2 separate regions of the Pan troglodytes genome follow, and region 2 is linked to region 1. Evidence: chromatin contacts called from public capture Hi-C data. All regions are on one chromosome and are shown on one strand. The core of a region is the stretch at or near the end of the contact, and the rest is flanking DNA. Distances in the headings are between cores, read along the strand shown. Region 1 overlaps RAB7B (RAB7B, member RAS oncogene family). Region 2 overlaps SLC41A1 (solute carrier family 41 member 1).

Region 1 (4,213 bases), core at 1,155-3,654:
TACACACACCACATACCACACACATGTGCACACACACGTACATACATACACCTCACACCACACACCACATACGCACACATTACACCACACATACTACCCCCACACCCCTCACACACAACAGAAACATGTACACACACATTACATCACACATACCACACACAGCACTCACACCACAAACATACCACACACACCACACATGCACACACCACATACTACACACATGCACACACACACCACACCTTACACACCACTTACATACACATCACACTACATATAGCATGCATGCACACATACATACACACCACACATCATACACATGCACACCACATACATATGCACATCATACCACACACACCACACATGCGCATACCCACACACCACATACACACCACACACATCACACCACACACATCACACATGCCACCTACACCCACCCACCCACACCCTCATTCAGAGACCCCACGAATACACACCACATACAAACACACATCATACACACACACCACACACATACCGCAAACGCACAGCATACTGTACACACAGAACATATACATCACACATACCACACACCATACACATACCACACACACACACAGACACATCAAAGACACACACATACCACATACCACCCACCCTCCACACACAACACACACCACCCTCAGACACGTACACAATCTTGGTACGGGCCATTGACCCTCTGCAGGAGTTCAACTTCCTGCCTAGCCTGGCCCATCCCCATCGCACCTAGGGAGCCTCCCGGAGTGCGCACAGCCCACTGTCACGGCTAGGCTGCCACACACCTCTCAGCCAGTCCGGTGTCACTGCCGGCGTGACTGTTTTGTGGACCCCATTGGACTGTGCGGTCCCAGGACTCCCACGCCATGGGTGCTGCCTGGTGCCTGACCTTGCAGGGACCTGCTTGAGGCGTTGCCTGTGGCTGGTGGACAGGACAGGCCACCAAACACTCAGTGAGGGTTGGGGACTTCTGCTGAGTGGGAGCAAATGGCAGGAACAGTCAGCATTTCCCAAAATCCCCGTGGGCGGTTTGGCACCCACCCAGGCCCAGCCCAGGTTTATTTGGTGATAAGATTTGGTTTTGTTTTTTCCCAAGGCCCAAGGGCGTGTGCCACCCAGAGCCCTGGCCTGGATTATCTGTTGCTCAGTGGCAGCCTGGAGCTGTGCCTCGCAGTGGGGCTGTGCGGGGCACGGGGTGGTCTTATTCATCCTGGCCCTCTTCTTTACAGGGATGGTGATGAAGGACCCCAGAAGCGCTGCCTGTACACCCCCAACCAGGCTCCAGTGGGTGCCACTTGTCCCGGCCTGAAGTCAAAGCCTCCAGATGCTGCCTCCCTCTGCCAATTCCTATACCTGTTGGGGTGGACACTGAGGGCCAGTCCCAGACTTGGGAGCAGGGTGGGAGTGGGATGGGGGGTGGTGCGTAGGGAGGACCTCTATGTGGCCCTGATTGTTGGCTCAGTTTCCTCTGCCTGGGGGATGGGTCAAGGTGTCCCCTGGTTGTGACAGAACGGATGCTGTGGGTTCTCAGCCCCTGCAATCCCCACCCTGCCTTTGGAACATTCTGTCCTGGCTCCTGAGTCTGAAGAAGGTGCAAAATGTGTGGTTTGGAACTCGTATTGAATCTGAGCATGGCTCTGGCTCTTGCAGACTCAGAATCTTTTCCATTCTAGCTTCAGTGTGTCTGAGACTCATTGTTTGCTAAGGATTGATTCCATGAATGAGTGACCTGCCCTCAGTGGGGCCCATCCTTGATCGAAGGCTCTGTTGTTGCTGTCTTGAAACTCAATAATGTCTGAACAAGAGACCCGGCATCTCCATTATGCACCGGGTTCTGTAAATTATGTAGCCAGTCTCAGTTCACTTTTAGTTGTCTGCCCTTTAGTATCTTTTTCATGTCGAACCACGTAGATGTATTTTTAAAAATATAAAATCTAAGTCGCACAAAAGATAAAAACAAAGAAGGACACATTTATTATTTGTTGTGCACCTTTAGAAATGGTCCACAGGTCCACTGCAGTGCACAAGCTGCTGCATGCACACCGCACGTGACAATCCAGTCTGCCTGACTCCCAGGACAGCCTGTGTGATATGCAAAATGCCATTCCCATGAGGGCGCATCATGTTTCCCAGGAGCTCTGAAGGACACAGATAGAGCTTGTGCTCTAGGCTGCCCCCCTGTTCCCGTGCTGGCTCCATGCTGGTGTCCAGAATGAGCCAGTTCACACTCCAGAGCCACGTGGGGGGAGAAGTGGCTCCCAAACTCCCCTGCTGACCTCCCCCCGACCACTAGGTGTACCTTCCAAGTCAGATGACAGTCATAGGCTAACATCCCCAGCTCTGCCTGGAACTCAGGAAAGGATACTTACGGGTAGACAGAAAGATTCTGCAGTGGGCATGGGCTTGGCCATTGAAGACCCTGAGAGGACATCTTGTCCACCCTCTCCAGGCTAGGCCCTGTCTGTGCTGTCTGGAGCCAGAAGAAAAAGATTCCAGCCTTGGAATCTGCAGGGATGGAGACTCCTTGCAGTGAGCTTTCTTGCATCTCATTCTAGTATTTGCCACAGATGCTGATTTCTTGCCTGAGTCATATATATTGAAGTTTTTGCTCATTTCTTACTAGGCTTAAGAAATTGGAATTCTCTGCCTTACAAATCCCAAAGGGCTAAACATGCCTCCAAGCCCATGAACAAGCTTTGAGCATCTGAAGGACAAAACCCCAGCTCCTAAAACGTTCATGAGCATCCACTTTCTGCTCAGCCTGGAAGAGAAGGAGCACTGCTGCCCTCTGGTGGTCAGGCAGCAGAGCATCTAGGAGCCACCCAAGGGAGCTGGGTCCCCTTTGCTTTGTCTTTGGGACAGCAGCTTTGAGTATTAGGTCAATGGATGTCCTTTCACTGTTCCTGGAAAATGGCAAGCTTGTTTTTGCCTCAGGGCTTTGGGTCTTGATGCTCCCTCTCCCTGGAATGTTCTTTCTCCAGCTCTCAGGTGACAGCTGCTTTCTCATTCTCTAGCCCTCAGACCAAATGCCACCTCCTCAGGGAAGCCCTCCTGGACCACTTCATCTAAAATAGCAACTCATCCCAGCCCCTGTCACTCTATCCCATTACCCTGTTTCCCTTTGTTTATAGCACTTACCTGCTATTTGGAAATATCTGTCTAGAGTCTGCGTCTCTCCCTCACCAGATATCGGCTCCAGGAGGGCAGAGTCCCTATGTTTTGTTTGTCACTGGACTTCAATGCATCGTACATAGTAGATACGCAAAAATAAACTTGTCAAAGAAGTAAATAAATGCATATTGACAACAGCTACTGGATTTAAGCACAGCTTCTGGTCCTCAAAACCACACTGTGATACAGGCAAGGCACATCTCACCCCCACAGGACAGATAAACAAATTGAGACTCAGAGATTTATGTGAGTTGCCTGAGCACCCAGCAAGGAGGAATGAGCCATGGTCCCTTGTGGCTTCTCCTGTGCTCCCTCAGTCTTCTACCCTGGAGGGAGCAGAGGGGGTCTCAGGCACGACAGCTTCTGCCAGGAGCTGAGGTGGGCCCAGCACGTGGGGTCCAGACCTTTACTCCTTAGTCTGCTCGTTGAAGGAGGCTGAGCTGTGCCATTGTCCAAAGCTTTGCTTGTGGCTGAGGGGTGTGAGGTGGGAGCGGGTGAGGAAGGTCTGTCCACAGGAGGATGTAACCAGACTCCAGTCAGTGGCCGGTCTGCGGAGATGTGTGTTCTGGAGCGGGAGTGTTTGAGGGGTGGATGGGTGGGGAAAGCTGGAGCCACTGCGGAAACTGTGACTTCTTCAGGACCAGGGTTTGGCTCTGACATTCCGGGCTTCATCCAGACGCTCTCACTATACTCAGCCTGAGCCAGGGGCTGCCCTCTGACTCTGGGCCCAGCACCAGGGTCAAGGGCGCTGCCGCAGAGCTTAGGCCCCCTGCGCTGTGCTTGGGCAGGCAGTGGGGCTGGAGGGGGATGGTCACCTGTTCTCAAGCCTGGGGTGACCAGGCTCGGGGCAGGCTCTGTTTCTGGGCTTCCAGAGCAGGCGTCTGGAGGTCAGCAGCATCTGCTCCTTGACTGGTCTGGCGAGAGCTTGATGGATTCTGTGAGGTGATTTTCTAAGATGCTCTGGTACTGGGGAAGGAAAGAGAGGTCAGCATTCATGTCCTGAGATACAGAGTGCACCGCCCGCCCT
Region 2 (4,213 bases), core at 829-3,328, 180 kb before region 1:
GTGACTGCGGATGGAGGCTCCAGTTTTCTCCCAATTTTGTGCTAGGCAGAGAAAAGTAGAAACAACCAGATGATGTCCACCCTGCTAGTTCTAAATCCTCTTTTGGGTGCTTGGTAAGGAGAGGTGGAGGGAAGGGAATGTGAGGAAGGGCCGTTTAGGGAAATAAATACTGGTTGAGCAATGGGGCGGTGGCTCTAGCTGTGGTCAGCACTGCACAGAGTAGGGGTCTGGAAAGGAGAAAGAGGCAGAAGAATCTGGCTTGAAGTAGATGCAAATACTTACAACGAGGAAACTTTCTCTGCCAGATTCAAAGGGGCACATGGCCTTTGTAACCTGGAGAATGAGGTGAGGTTAGAGCTGTGTTTCCCTTACCACTGGCTTATCAGTGCCTGGCACAGTACCTAACACATAGTAGGCACTCAATAAATATTGCTCAAAGAATGTTTCAGACCATGCTTGTCTGCAGGAGAGCTCATCTTGCGGAGGCTGCATATTAAATGAACGAATAAATGATTGGTGAATGTTTGTGGGTAGAAGCCAAGAAAGAGGAAAACTGACCTCTATGGCATGACAGAATGAGTAATTTTAGGAAGTGACAGGGTCCAAGGTGAACAAGTGATTATGTCCTCAGGAGAAATGGCAGCAATGAGACACCTGTGGTTGTCCTCAACCTCCAAACCATTCTCCACATACCCATGACCTGTCCCTAATCTCAAAACCCAACCTGGCAAGCTCTGGGGAAGGTAGTGCTTAGAGACAATTTGAGATGAAGGTTGAAGAGAGACAAAGAATCTGGGCCCAGGGAGACAAAGTCATCTGGGCCCAGGGAGAATGTGGATTTTGGGGAACCAATAGGTGGACATGGGTCAACAGGGAGAAGAGTGCACTGTTCCATTTTTTCCTGGATATGACAATCAACTGGAAATGATCAGAGGGAGGGGTTGTTGATGTTGACCAGGCCATTGAACAAGAGGCATGTGCACAAATTGAAAAGTCAGTCCACCTTACTCTTTCTGCGAGTGGGAACGCTTAGGTCCAGAGGGCAAGAGAACAGAGCTGGGATCACAGGGGCCTGGAGCAGCTGTCTCCTGTCCAGAGCTTTGAAGTTGGTCCACTTCTACAAAAGTATGTCTGTGTTTGGGAGTGTTACTTATTCTTCTGTCCCTCTGTTCAACCAAAACCAAAAATAAAACAAAACAGATAAAAAGAAAACAAAACCAAAAATCCAGAGCCCACTTACAAAGGGTTTCTCATTAGGGCCAAGACAGGTTGCTAAAGCCAAACCCCATGTCCCCAGATTCCAGACAAAACTCCCCTGCTCCAGTCCACATCACCTGGAGGCACCCACCATGAAACTGCACTTGGTGATTGTCTCAAAAACCTACTTGTACTGCTTATCTCAGGCCATCTGTGTTTCCCAAATTCTTGCTATACAAACTTGGCTCAATGTATAAAAATTCCCATTGAAAATAATGAGAATTTGGTATCAAAGTGAAGTCCTAGAAAGAGGTGGGAGTGTGGGGTGGAGGAGGGACAGGGGAACAAAAGAAAAATTTCAAATAGAAAGTGCAGAGGGATGGGGAAAATGTTGAGTGACCAAGCTAGTCCCCGACATCCGTGTCTCGGTCCCCTATGAGCCAGAGAACATGGAAGCTGAGTGCTAGGAGCCCAGTGCCAAGCAGGTCCCCCAGAGCAGTCAAGTATGGGATGGAGAAGTTGTCCGGGTCCAGGCCCCGGCCCCACATCCAGTGCACCATCCAGTCTGCGATGTACAGGAGAATCAGCACCTGGGGAGACAAAAGGGCCCAGCCTATAGCCATCCTCTCTCTCCAGGGGGAGCCAGAGGCCACATGATCAGACCCATTCAGTGCATCACAAGGCTTGGCTGGCCACAATCCTTACTTTTTAATCTTCCTCTTTCCACCCCAGCAACCTCTCTGTGTTTCTCCACCCCACAATTACCACTTTGAGCAGACAACAAGCACAATAAGAGCTCTTTAGAAAGGAAGATGCTGCTACGACCCAGGGTCACCCACATCAGCATTATATTCTGCTCCCAAGTTTACCAAACAAGGAGCTTCCTGACCTAAATCCTACTTGTTGCAGAAACTCAGCCCTCTTGCCTCTAACTCTGGGTCACCTCATTCTGGGGTTACTCCAATTCCTGCCATGTTGGCCTTTCCAGGAGCATGGCAGGGGGCTGGCTGCTGGAGTCAGCTTTTCCTAAAGGGATGTCTTCTCTAGGCAGAGTGGTATAAGGATAGTGTTTGAAGCTGCTGCTGGCGGTTGTCTTAAGTAACAGATGATCATCCAAAGCTGGCTTCCTCCTGACCCTTTTCATTCTGTTGTTGTGGCTTTTCATTCCATTTCTTTTCCATTGTTTGGGCTCAAAGAATGCAAGTTTATTTTAACATTAGTCCTAATAAAGTTGAATTGTGAATAAGTCACCTCAATATTAATATAAAGCAGACAATGCATACCAATTCAAAATACATTTGACATGATCTGTGGCTTTGATTTTATCTGTGTTCTTGCTTACCTTCTATTAATACAGATAATTAAGAATGACTCAGATCAGAATCTCGCTAGTGGGTCCAGGACCAGCAGCATCAACAACAGCTGGGTGCTTGTTAGAAATGCAAAATCTCTGGACCTCTTGAGTCAGAGTCCGCATTTAACAAGATTTACATGCGCTTTTAAGTTGGCGATGCCCTTGATCTAGAATACCACGGTGGGGCAGGCCTGAATCTCCTAGAATCTGCACAGTGCCTGACATTTGGGCTCCCTAAATGACTGCATCTGCGTGAGAATGAAACAGATTCTGACGGTCAAGCTCCAATACAGTCAGTCATCTGGGAGGTTTTACCCTTGACTATACTTTGTAAATACTGTGGTATGAAAATTCTGCCCTAAGGGATCCAGATGCGGGAACCACAGCCCTTAAGGGATCCAGAAGCCAGAACTGATACCTATTTTTAGGCAATCTTGGTTGCTCTCCTGTCCTCTCTCTCTTTTTTTTTAAATTTTAGGCTCTGCCTGAGAGAATCCTGCCCTCTCTCCAAGGAAGCCAGAGATGACTCTTCACATTCTCCCTTGCTCTGCACACAGCTGTCTTGTGCTACCACGGCCTTGGCTCCCCTACCTTCCATAACTTCACACCCTTTCCAGCAGCTGCAGAAGGGTCCCAAATAAAGAGCATGGCCAGGAGGCCTTTGGGACATGCCCTAGGAAGGGAATGGTAGCAGCTGTCCTCACATTCCAGCTTCTTGAGCAGGCCCCAGGACACACAGCTGGGAGGAGGTGGCAAAGGGATCAATAAGAGCCTTTACAGGGGATCAAGTGTCACGCTCTGGCCCTCCACAGATCTAGAGAGGACAGCAGAGGCAAGAATGTCTCCAGGGTATTCATCATGGGTGATGGCACTGAAGCTCATCCTTTCCAATTCAGGCCAAGGGATGAGCTGAAAACCTCCACCACAGACCCCTGGCATATCCACCCCCATCTTCCCACCACGTGCTGCACTGGAACCCACTAGCAACGGAATGTGGCAGCTTGGCTAACTGCGGCAGGGCAACAGCATATGGCTGATTCTCAGCCCCGCCCCTGCCAAGATGTCCGAACACAACCTTTCTAAAGCTGGGGGTAAGGGGGCTGGAGGGATAGGTGTTAATCAATACAAGACTGGCGAAATAAAATTATGGTCTGGGTATCACAGAATATGATGGAGCTGTAAGAAAATCAGGGTGTTGTTCTCTTTATGTATTGATATGGAATGATCTCAAAGATAAACTTAAATGAAAAATGCAGGGTGCAGACAGTGTGTACAGTATACTACATGTGTGTAAAAAAGAGGAAGGAAATAAGAAAAATATATGTTTACTTTTATAAAGACACACAAGAAAGGGATAATACTGATGGTCTGTGAAGGAGAGAAACAGATGGCTGTGAAGAAGAGGACAGAAAAGAAGACTTTTCACTGAGGTTTCACTATGAACCTTAAAACATTTTTGAACTATGTGACTATTCAAAAATCAAACCTATAAAAATTTAAAATGTAATAATAAGGGTGGATCTAGCTGTAAAGGGATAGCATAAGGGAGCCTTGTGGTGACGAAACAGTTTTCTGTATTTTGGTTATAGTGGTGGTCACACAAATCTCCACTTGTGATAAAAACTGCATAGAACGAACACACACACACAAACACACACACAC

Evidence for each region. Capture Hi-C pulls out chosen DNA fragments and counts their contacts.
Region 2: a contact with region 1 is called in a capture Hi-C map of stem cell-derived neural stem cells, with 6 times the contacts expected there. The contact joins two enhancer-like sites. A contact is called at or near these places in 3 of 7 Hi-C or Micro-C datasets (blood, induced pluripotent stem cells and stem cell-derived neural progenitor cells) and 1 of 1 other capture datasets (stem cell-derived neural stem cells).

What each region holds. Positions count from the first base shown.
Region 1 is chr1:43,102,307-43,106,519 of NHGRI_mPanTro3-v2.0_pri, reverse strand. It overlaps RAB7B (RAB7B, member RAS oncogene family), which reads right to left. Exons shown (of 6, transcript XM_016937348.3): 6 at 1,967-4,152. The coding sequence ends at 4,075. Among named protein-coding and RNA genes, the nearest start is that of RAB7B, 27 kb to the right of the region's middle. Within about 2 kb of position 2,404, at least 8 of the 24 cell types and tissues checked have an H3K27ac peak or open chromatin away from gene starts, as enhancers often do. A contact at or near this core is called in stem cell-derived neural stem cells, where this site is marked.
Region 2 is chr1:43,286,281-43,290,493 of NHGRI_mPanTro3-v2.0_pri, reverse strand. It overlaps SLC41A1 (solute carrier family 41 member 1), which reads right to left. Exons shown (of 11, transcript XM_016937334.3): 11 at 1-1,787. The coding sequence ends at 1,602. Among named protein-coding and RNA genes, the nearest start is that of RAB29, 17 kb to the left of the region's middle. Within about 2 kb of position 2,078, at least 7 of the 24 cell types and tissues checked have an H3K27ac peak or open chromatin away from gene starts, as enhancers often do. A contact at or near this core is called in stem cell-derived neural stem cells, where this site is marked.